3 separate regions of the Pan troglodytes genome follow, and regions 1 and 2 are each linked to region 3. A link is a contact called in public HiChIP or PLAC-seq data. All regions are on one chromosome and are shown on one strand. Each heading gives the region's core, a stretch centred on a gene start, on an enhancer-like site or on the middle of the called end of the contact. The rest is flanking DNA. Distances are from core to core; before and after follow the strand shown.

Region 1 (3,198 bases), core at 151-2,650, 230 kb after region 3:
GCTTCGTCCGTCTTGGGGGGAGCCAGCAGAGCTTGGATTTGCTGCACACACATACAAACGGCGTGTGTGCACACTCGGAGCTCCCGGGCGGTCCGTCGCCCCCCCGGCGCGGTTTCTCCGTCACCCACCCCTCTCCCCCCTTTTGTCCTTCTTCCTCCCATCCAGGCTGCTCCCAGAATCTCTCAGCCCCCGGAACCAGGGGGAGCCCACCCTAACCGCGTTCCTGCAGCACAACAACGAGAACAGCTTCTTCCAAATGGGGAGGATCAAGGGTAGGGGGATGGGAAGAGGGTGCGCGGTTCCCTTCTTGCCACTTCCTTGTATGGACAGTGGGGGACTCCAAAGACCGGCTCGGGAGAGGCCCGAAGCCCGGTACCCGGACGTGCTGGGGGAAGCACAAAGGGGCCAACAAGAAGGGGGTGGGGAGGCCTGCCGGTGCAACGAGATGGAGTGGGCTGGCGCCTCGGGAGAGCGAATCGAGGGCGGCGGGTAGGTGAAACTGCTGCAAACGTCCTCGGAGGCTGAGCTCAGCCCCCTAAATTGCAAAGAGGGGAGGGAGAGGCTAGGTGAGGAAGAATCCCCCTCCCTCGGCCCTCTAGGCGCTTCGAGTTTAGGACCGGCTTTGTGGGGCGGAGGGCGGAGGTTCCCTCCCGGCGCTGGAGGAAGGAGATGAGGAGGGCCACTCTTACCTCCATCAGCCCCCCTGATGTGTCCAAGTCGTACACGATCGTCTTGGTCTCCATTTTCTCCCACATTCATCCACCTCCCGGGCTGGGTGCTCTCTGCTCCGGCCCCCCCAACCCCGGGGGGAGGGGGGAGGTGAGGGGAGGGGGCGCTCCTGACCCCGGCCCCGCTTTTTTCCCAATACGGGTCCCGACTTCCTCGCCCTGGCTCCCCCCCACCCCCCGGCCCCCAGTCCCCGGGACGACAGCGTCCTCCCGACGGGCCGCGAGGGGGGAGCGGCCCCTCAGTCCCGGCCCGGCTGCTGGCTGCACAGTGGGTCCCGGCTCCGGGGGTCAGGCCTCGGCGGGGCCTAGTCCCACAGGCTAAAGCCGGCACTGGCGACAGCCGGTCCGGCCGGGAAGGCTGGCGGGCGCTGCCATCCCGGGGCTGGGGGTATCGGAGGGGGGGTGAGAGGTTACGTGAGGTTGTGGTACGTGAGGTGACTGGGGGGAGGGTGATGGGGGGTGGTCCCCGGGCTCCGCCTCTCGCCGCCGCCGCCGTCTGCGTCCCGGCTGCCGCGCACTTGGCGCAAACTTACCGCGAGCGCCCGCAAAGCCACCCGCGCAGGCGCCCCGGGATCGGCGCTCGCCGCGCGCAACCGCAGTGACAGCCGGCGGCCTGGCTCCCGCGCAGCCGCGGTGAGGGAGTACCCCCCAGCGCGCAGCCGCGCTGGCATTCGTCTGGAGGACCGAAGCCCCACCTTTCTGCCCTGCGCCAGCGCACTGAGACAAAAGGGCGGGACCTGAGGTCTCGCGCAGGCGCTTGAGAAAGCTTGTAGGGGTCAAGGCGCAGCCGCAGGAAGCTAGGGACTTTTTCATCCATTGGTGTTTGTGTGCAAACTAAGAAGACTCTGTTCTGCGCAGGCGTGTTGGGGGTGCTCCCCCTTCCTCTCCATAACACAGACGCCTCCCGCGCAGGCGTATTGCCTGCCGCAGGCCCTCACAAGAAAGCTGCTCCTTTCGCCATTTTGGTAATGGGATATGGGCTATCATGCCCTTGGAGTCCTCAGGCATGAACAGAAAGGAGCAAGGTGTGGTGTTGGATGGAGCTGGTCGCCTGTCGGTGACAGCAGTATTCCTAGGGATGTTGTACTTGACCGTTTGGTTCTACCATCAGGTGTGGCTGGACCAGGCCACCATATTGGTAAAGAGAAAAGCCATTTGAGACAGAAAATGACGCTTTTGGAGGCGTGTGGGATGACTGTGGTTCCTAATTCTCTCCCGCTCCTGACAGATAATTTTATCAGTTAATTGTATCCTGAGCATCCCTGTCTTGCGTGGTGGTGGCACTGGAGAGTTCCGCCTGCCCGTTACCACCCTCTCTTCACCACTGTCCCTGAGATCTGCTCTTCAAGAGGAAGCCTAAAGTGGAGAGTTTGTAATCCTGACAACGCCCAGCTACCTGCGTACCCCGGACTCCAACTCCCAGTTTGCAACGCCAAAGGGTCTAAAGGGCGAACGGGGGCGCATTGCATCCTGGGAGCAAGAATCGCGATAGGTCTGATGGATTGTGGGAACTGTAGTTCCATGTGCGTGCGATGCACTCTATGGTAGGATAGACCCGGGGAAGAGTCATTTGCCGGCCAGGAAGGGATACTTTTGAGAGCGTCAGTGCTGCATGCCGGGATTTGTAGTCTGAGGGCCCGCCTCGCATTCTGGGCAGGGATTCATGCTCCTTTTCAGGGCGCCCGCTCCTCCCCTTGGTATTGCCGTCAGAGATGGGCGGCTGGTTATTGCTGCCTGATGGTGGATGAAGCAGTGGAAAAGAGAATTGTATCGTTGTGCTTGACACTAGGGGTTTAGTTGGAATTGTTGCTTCGTAGCTGTGCTCGGCCCACTTTTAATGTTAAGGGACACAGCATTCTCAGAGTCGTCAAACTAGCAAGGGTTTAGAGACCATCTGATTTAATCCCCTCTTTTCCAGATGCACAGGGAGGCGCAGTGATTTGCCTAGGTCACATAGTGCATTTATGGCAGACCTAAGAATTGGATTTCTTGATTCTCAAGCCAGACACTGTCCATTACACTATGTCGACTGTGTCTAAGGAATTACTATGCTTGCTTTGGGGACAGTAAGGAGGATGAGTTAGATAGAGTGGGGATGTCAGTGTATGGAGTCTTAGGTTTCTGTTTTCCTGACTTTTCGCTTTTCTGATGACCCTCTTGGTGCCTGGAAAGAATGATAAGGTCATGGATGGTGGGGTGGAGAATGTCATGTGAATTGGCTGCTCTCTGCTTTCTACCATTCTGAGCCAACAGTAAACTTCAGGAGCTGTGGACCAGAGATGTGGCCGTCAGAGAGGGGAGGGCTGAGCTAGATTGTTTGTATGAAAGAGGCAAGATTTTCTATCTCCTATGGCTATATTTTATGTCACAGGCTCTCAGAGTTTAGAACCTCATGTGCCCTCTCTCTTTGGCTTTTTTTCCTACTGCTCAGGGCCCAGCTGTGCTGCTGTGTTAACCTGGAGGCATTATG
Region 2 (3,190 bases), core at 304-2,803, 180 kb after region 3:
AAAGGCCCGCACCGAGGCCAGACTGGCCAAGTCCAAGGCCATGAAGATGACCTCATTGTTCCCACTCTCCTGTGGAGAGGCAAGGGCTGGGCTTGTCACCAGGCATCTCTCTCCTCTTCCCTCTCCCCAGGCACCAAATTCTGAGAGTCCATCTCCTACTGTTTACTAAAATCTGCCCCTGTGTCTTAGAGTGTACTAGATAAGTGTGTGGATTCAAATCCTGACTTTGCCTTTTACTAAAGTGTGACCTTGGGCAAGATACTTAATCTCTCTGGGCCTCAGTTCTCTCACTGCGTAAAGGGAATAATAATAACAACAGTCCCAATCTCACTGAGCTTTTGTGAGGATGAAAGGAGTTAACGTGTAAAATACACTCTAGCAGCACTGGGTAGGTACTTGCTATTATTATTATCACCTCCTTTCCCCATTACCATTTACCCTAAAATCTGTAACTTCTCACTGGTCTCCTCTCTCCCGTTCTTGCCCCCCCACTCCAGGCACCACGCAGCCACAAAGGAGTTCCTTCCAAAGGCTATTCTGACAGTCCGGAGCCTACTGAGGGCCGTTCATGGTCTCCACTGGTCTCTGCTGCCCAATCTATAAAATCCAAGCTTCTCAATAGGCTCTAGAATGTTCTCCAGCCCCCTCATTTGCCCATCTTCCTCATACTTTGTGCTCCAGCCTCATTAAATCTTTTTCTCAGTTTTTCAGATCAGTCCAGCTCTCTTTGCCTCAGAGCCTTTGCTTATGCTGTGCCCTCTGCTGTTCCCTTTCCTACTAATCATTAACCCAACTTCTACTGATGCTTAAACGTCTCAGAACTGCAATTACGGCCTTCAGGAAGCCCCTCCCCCACTCGGCTCTGGTGCGCCTTCCTCGGGTGACCCCAGCGCTCCGTGCACTCCCTCTTCGCGCTCAGCCGCCCGCGCCGCGCTCTCCTCCCTGGACCCGGATCCTCCGTAGCCCCTTTGCTGGCTTCTCTGTGTCCCGGCGGGTTCTCGGCTCACCGTCCCACGCGCCCCCGCTGCCTCTCACCTGGCGGAGGTCGAAGGCAGCCGCCTCCCCGCGCTCCTGGCTGCGGCAGGCCAGCACCACGCGCGCTCCCCGGCGCGCCAGCTCCAGCGCCGTCATCTTTCCGATGCCGCTGTTGGCGCCTGCGGACCGCGGGCGGGAGCCGAGCTGAGCTGAGCCCGGCGGGCCGCTGCTACCGCCGGCCCGGCCTCCTCTCCGCGCGCCCCGCCAGCTCGCACTCACCCGCCTCCGCACTCACCCGTGACCACGGCCGTGCGGCCCCGCAGGTTGCCCATGCCGCCGCACGGCGGGGCCTTCACCAGGTTGTAGTAGACAAGCACGTAAGCGCCCAGCAGCAACCCAGCGCCCAGCAGCAGCGCCTCCATGCCGGCCGCGCCTCCCGGCTCCCGCCCAGGCCCCGCACCGCCCTGGATCGCCGCCAGGCGGCTGCCGATCCGCCCTGCACAGGCCTGGAACGGCGCCGGGGCGCGTCAGCCTCCGAAGGCGGAGGCGGGCAGGAGGCTGGGCAGGGGTGTGTGCGCGTGCGGGTGCGCGCCGGCCCTGCGAGCGCCCCCTAGGCGTGCGTCGGCGTCCTGGGGGCGTGTGCCTCTGTGGACACCTTTGAGGTGCGTGTGTGCGCTTGGGCCCTGGGAGCGCCCCCTAGGTGTGTGCCTGTGTGAACTCCTGGGTGTGTGTGTCCACGTACACCCTGTGAGTGCACGCTAGGTATGTGCATGCATCTGCAACGCTTGTATGTGAATGATCTCTAGGTGTGTATGTGCCCATGTCCCCGAGGATCACCCTTTGGGTTGTGTGCGTGCCTCTGGATCCTGTGTGTGAGCTCATGTAAGCACCTTGTAGGTGTTTGTGTGCATTCCGGCAGAGTCCCTCCAGGTATGTGCCTGCATCTGTAGTCTCTGCCAGTGCATGTGCTTGCATATCTCCATATGTTTACTCGAGGTGTATGTAGCACAGTCCCTCCCTTCTGAAGTTAGGTGTGTACATGAATACACGTGTGTCTTTGAGTCTAGTCCTAGATGCTTTTCCCTCTAGGAACAAATCCTTCTCCTTCCTTCCCTTCTGAACAAATCCTTCTCCTTCCTTCCCTTCTGAACAAATCCTTCTCCTTCCTTCCCTTCTGAACAAATCCTTCTCCTTCCTTTCCTTTCCTTCCTTCCTTTCCTTCCTTCCTTCCTTCCTTCCTTCCTTCCTTCCTTCCTTCCTTCCTCCCTCCCTCCCTTCCCTCCCTCCCTTCCTTCCCTCCCTTCCTTCCCTCCCTCCCTTCCTTCCTTCTTTCCTTTCTTTCTTTCTTTCTTTCTTTTGAGACGGAGTTTCGCTCTCGTTGCCCAGGCTGGAGTGCAGTGGCGTGATCCCGGCTCACTGCAACCTCTGCTTCCCGGGTTCAAGCAATTCTCCTGCCTCAGAATCCAGAGTAGCTGGGATCACAGGTGTGTGACACCACACCCGGCTAATTTTTGTATTTTAGTAGAGAAGGGTTTTCACTATGTTGGCCAGGTTGGTCTCAAACTTCTGACCTTAAGTGACCCACCTGCCTCAGCCTCTCAAAGTGCTGGGATTACAGGTGTGAGCCTCTGCACTGGGCCAAATCCTTCGTTTTCTTATCTTCACATCCAGCCCCCAGCTTCTAGGATTCTTCCCTGTTCTCCCCACACAGGCTAGAGAGGACACTGTTAAAGGTGGCACAGGCAGTTAAGGGGTGTCAGAATTCACTCCTTCATTCCCCCTCTGTATCTCCCTACCTCAACCCCACTAGTGCCTTCCATGGCTGAAGGGAAGCAGGAAGAGATAGAGAGTAAAATCTGTTATTGCCTTTCAGGAGGAAATTTGCCTTTGGAATGGTTCTCATAGGTGATAAGAGACAGGCAGAGAAGCTCCATCACTCAATTACAAGTGACCATGGTGGCAGGAAGGGTGGGGCTGGCTAGGAACAAATGGGTAAGAGCATTCCAGGGCAGAAGGCCGTTGCCTGATACATTCAGTACAATTTAGAACCTGGTATTTGGCACTTATGGTGTGCCCAGCAGTGTAGTTAGACTTGGAAATTCCGAGTGGAAGATATACAAGTTTCTGTCCTTAGGGAGTTCAAAAAGCCCATTAGGGCACCGGGAGCAGAGTGATGACGCCTGCATGGGCAGATGAAAGTCAGGGACAGACCTCA
Region 3 (3,098 bases), core at 248-2,747:
CCGCAGAGAAGCAAACGAGCAAATAGCCAGAAAGTGACCACGCCGTCTCAATCTCCACTAACATGTCAGGAGTCTGCCATACACTGGAAAGGAGGGAAGAGGAGGCTCTGCATTTCGGCACCCTCAAGGACCATCAACTTCTCGGTTACCCTTCGCAGCCCCGGGGGAGCCTGGGCTCGCGCTAGTGGCTGACTGGGAAGCTAAGAGTGGCTGGGCAAAACCCAAGAGCCTCCAGTTTCCCAGGGGCGATCCCCCTCCCCTGGGGCCACTGCGGCTTTTGGTTGGATAGGATACCAAACGGGATCAGGTGAGACTGCGTGGCCTCAGCCCGCCGGTGAGCGATGGGGGTAGTAACACAAGAGCCGGCCCCGGCTCCCCGCTCAGGATCCCCTGGCCACCTCATTTCCACAGTCGCTCACTCACCACAGCAGTGCCCAGATCCCCGACACAATGGAGTGAGCGAAGGAGACGAGCAGGTTGTGCCAGCGCCAGGTGCGCAGGGGGTCGGCGCGCACGTGCACGGGTAGGGGCAGGCGACAGAGCGCGCGCCGGAGCGCCCGGAAGGTCAGCGTGGCGCCCAGGAGCAGCGGCAGGGCGGGGTGCAGCAGTCGGGGCATGCTGGCCCTCCCTGCCGTCCGCCCTCGAGGCCGCCTCCTAGGTCTGTTCTGGGAACCGGGGTCCCTCTCGGGCCAGTCTAGGCCGGCCGCCAGCCCCACACAGTTGGCGAAGCCCTCTAGGCCCCTTGGCTCCTCCTCGCCCTCCCTGCGAGGCCTCTGCCCCCGCCCCCAGCCGCCCGCGCCCCCGCCCCGCCCGCCTGCCTCCGCCCCCGCCCCGCCCCGCCCGCCTGCCCCCGCCCCTCAGGCGCTGCTGCCGCGCGAGCCGGGTGTCCCCGTGGCCTCTCGGCCACCGGCCGGCTCCCGCGGACTTCGGGTAACTAGGAGCTGTGCTGAGGGCGTCGTCGCCGAGACACCCCTCGCTGGCGCCTCCCGACTGCCGACGGAGTCCCCGCTGCCCTCGCTCGCCTGGCCTCATTAACCCGCGTCCCTACTTTTCCCCGGGCCACCGGCTACCCCGCCCTGGGCGGGTACCGCGAGAGCTCTCTCCGCCCTCTACTTTCTGCGCAGAGCTGGACGGGACCCGACACGCCCACGCCCCCTAAGTCCTGGTCCTGGGGTGGGCTCGGGAGCCCCGCGTCCGACAGTGGTCTCCGTGCAGACCCAGTGCCCCTACCGCACCACTCGCAGTCTTCTGGCCGGAGTCCCGTGTTTACCTGTCCCTCCCGCGCCCGCGAGGTGGGCACTTGGGAACTGCTGAGTAACCCATCGCCACCTCTTCCCGCCGGCTCTTAAACTCCTGGGGCCGGGCGACTGTCACAGTCCTCCCTCAGACAGTCCCGGCCCTCGGCCCGGCTCCCCGGAGGCTGGGCAAGCAAGACCTCCGATTTGCCGGGACAGCTGGAGTGACCCGCGCTCTCCAAGCCGGTAGCTTGCAGCAGTTGCGGCTCCTAGTCACTAGGTGTCAGCCTGCCCTCACTGTGGCGCGGGCTCCCCCTCCCGCCTCCGAGCGAGGCAGCTGCTTTCGGGGAGAGTTTAGGTATAAACTCTGGGCGAAAGGAGGAGCAGCTGAGAGCCAGCGAGGGAAGTTAAGCGGAGATGAGAGCGGGGAGGGAGAAGAGGGTGGTAATAGAGGAGGGGCGGGAAGAAGCGGGGGAGGGGAAAGGTGCTGCGGGCGGGAGGAAGAAGCCGAAAACCTGAGGCGCAAGGACCCAGGGACCAAGCCGTTTGAGTGTTTTCCTTCCCTATGGCTCCAAGGTTACACATTAACCCCTGTGGGACTCTTAAGTCAACCAAAGCCCAGTCGGTTTCTAGGTGAGAACACGGGTGTCCTGGGTGAGCGGCTTTCCCGCCCCTCCCCTTGGCTCACAGAGCTGCTCTGTCCGCCGGCCGACACCGGCCAGAGCCAGCGCCCTTCCAGCAGTCATTCCACGTGGGTGGGTTTGGATACCCTTGCGAGAGCCAGGACAGGGGCAGAAGATAAAACGCCCCTTTCCTCACACCCCTTGCCCACTCTGATACAGGGACGCTAACCTTCAGGTTAGTGACCATCCTCCTCCTGAATACTGAGGTTTTCTTTTTTTTTTTTTTTTTGAGATGGAGGCTCACTCTATCGCCCAGGCTGGAGTGCAATGGCACGATCTCGGCTCACTGCAACCTCCGCCTCCCAGATTCAAGCGATTCTCCTGCCTCAGCCTCCCGAGTAGCTGGGATTACAAGCGCGCGCCACCATGCCCAACTAATTTTTGTATTTTTAGTAGAGACGAGGTTTTACCATGTTGGCCAGGTTGGTCTCAAACTCCTGACCTCAGGTGATCCGCCCGCCTCGGCCTCCCCAAAGTGCTGGAATTACAGGCGTGAGCCACCGCGCCTGGCCGAATACTGAGTTTTTCTAGAGCTCCCGCAGAGCAGGAGCCCGGGAGAACCTGGAATTAACCTCACTTCCGGTAAAGAGCCTAGCTGGTCACACTAACCAGCCCCCTGCCTCTAGGCTTTTGCCTTGAGCTCATTTCGGCGAAACCGCGGTCTTTCCTTCTCCCCTTGATGCTTTCAGGTACTGACCCACTACCGCCCCCATCTTCCCCCATGGGAAGATGAGCACTGAGGGCAGATTACCCTCCTGCAGCGCGTGTGTGAAAGGGGAGTTGAGAGTGCTGACGAGCGCGGCGCTCACTAGTCGGGACGGCCCGAGACCGTGTCATGTCCTCTTCAGGTGAATCAACTTGCACGACTTGGTATTTCCCCCGTCCCTCCCCAGGCAAACACGAAACCAACCCTGCTGCCTTCTCCCAGGAGCGCTGGTCTCGGTCGTTTTGGGTGTATTTATCGTTTGCGTGCCAAGGAGAACCCGCTTTCTCCTGAAATAGCGTCACTCGTGGGCAAGAAGGGGGTCAATCCTCTCTTCCCACCCCTTCCCGGCCTGTGGGGTTTAACTCTCGGGAACGCGACATCCTTTTAGTCTAGCAAGCTTTACAAGGGCTGGGTATATGTGTGGGAGGGGCGGGTACCGTGCCCGCCATTGCGGGCGCGCCCTATTTTCTTGCC

The links. HiChIP or PLAC-seq counts read pairs in DNA pulled down with a chosen protein or histone mark.
Region 1: a contact with region 3 is called in an H3K4me3 HiChIP or PLAC-seq map of stem cell-derived excitatory neurons, with 9 times the contacts expected there. The contact joins the promoter of PHF12 here to the promoter of TLCD1 in region 3. A contact is called at or near these places in 1 of 7 Hi-C or Micro-C datasets (stem cell-derived neural progenitor cells) and 1 of 1 datasets of contacts at active chromatin or transcription factors (stem cell-derived excitatory neurons).
Region 2: an H3K4me3 HiChIP or PLAC-seq map of stem cell-derived excitatory neurons shows a contact between it and region 3, with 5 times the contacts expected there. The contact joins the promoter of DHRS13 here to the promoter of TLCD1 in region 3. A contact is called at or near these places in 2 of 7 Hi-C or Micro-C datasets (induced pluripotent stem cells and stem cell-derived neural progenitor cells) and 1 of 1 datasets of contacts at active chromatin or transcription factors (stem cell-derived excitatory neurons).

Annotation. Positions count from the first base shown.
Region 1 is chr19:38,628,210-38,631,407 of NHGRI_mPanTro3-v2.0_pri, reverse strand. It overlaps PHF12 (PHD finger protein 12), which reads right to left and starts at 1,400. Exons shown (of 15, transcript XM_003315555.7): 1 at 690-1,400; 2 at 1-41. The coding sequence starts at 755.
Region 2 is chr19:38,676,963-38,680,152 of NHGRI_mPanTro3-v2.0_pri, reverse strand. DHRS13 (dehydrogenase/reductase 13) reads right to left here and starts at 1,553. Exons shown (of 5, transcript XM_016932160.4): 1 at 1,271-1,553; 2 at 1,036-1,154; 3 at 1-69. The coding sequence starts at 1,397.
Region 3 is chr19:38,855,886-38,858,983 of NHGRI_mPanTro3-v2.0_pri, reverse strand. TLCD1 (TLC domain containing 1) reads right to left here and starts at 1,497. Exons shown (of 4, transcript XM_003315562.5): 1 at 1,271-1,497; 2 at 1-83. The coding sequence starts at 1,323. It overlaps NEK8 (NIMA related kinase 8), which reads left to right and starts at 2,606. Exons shown (of 15, transcript XM_016932161.4): 1 at 2,606-2,766. The coding sequence starts at 2,648.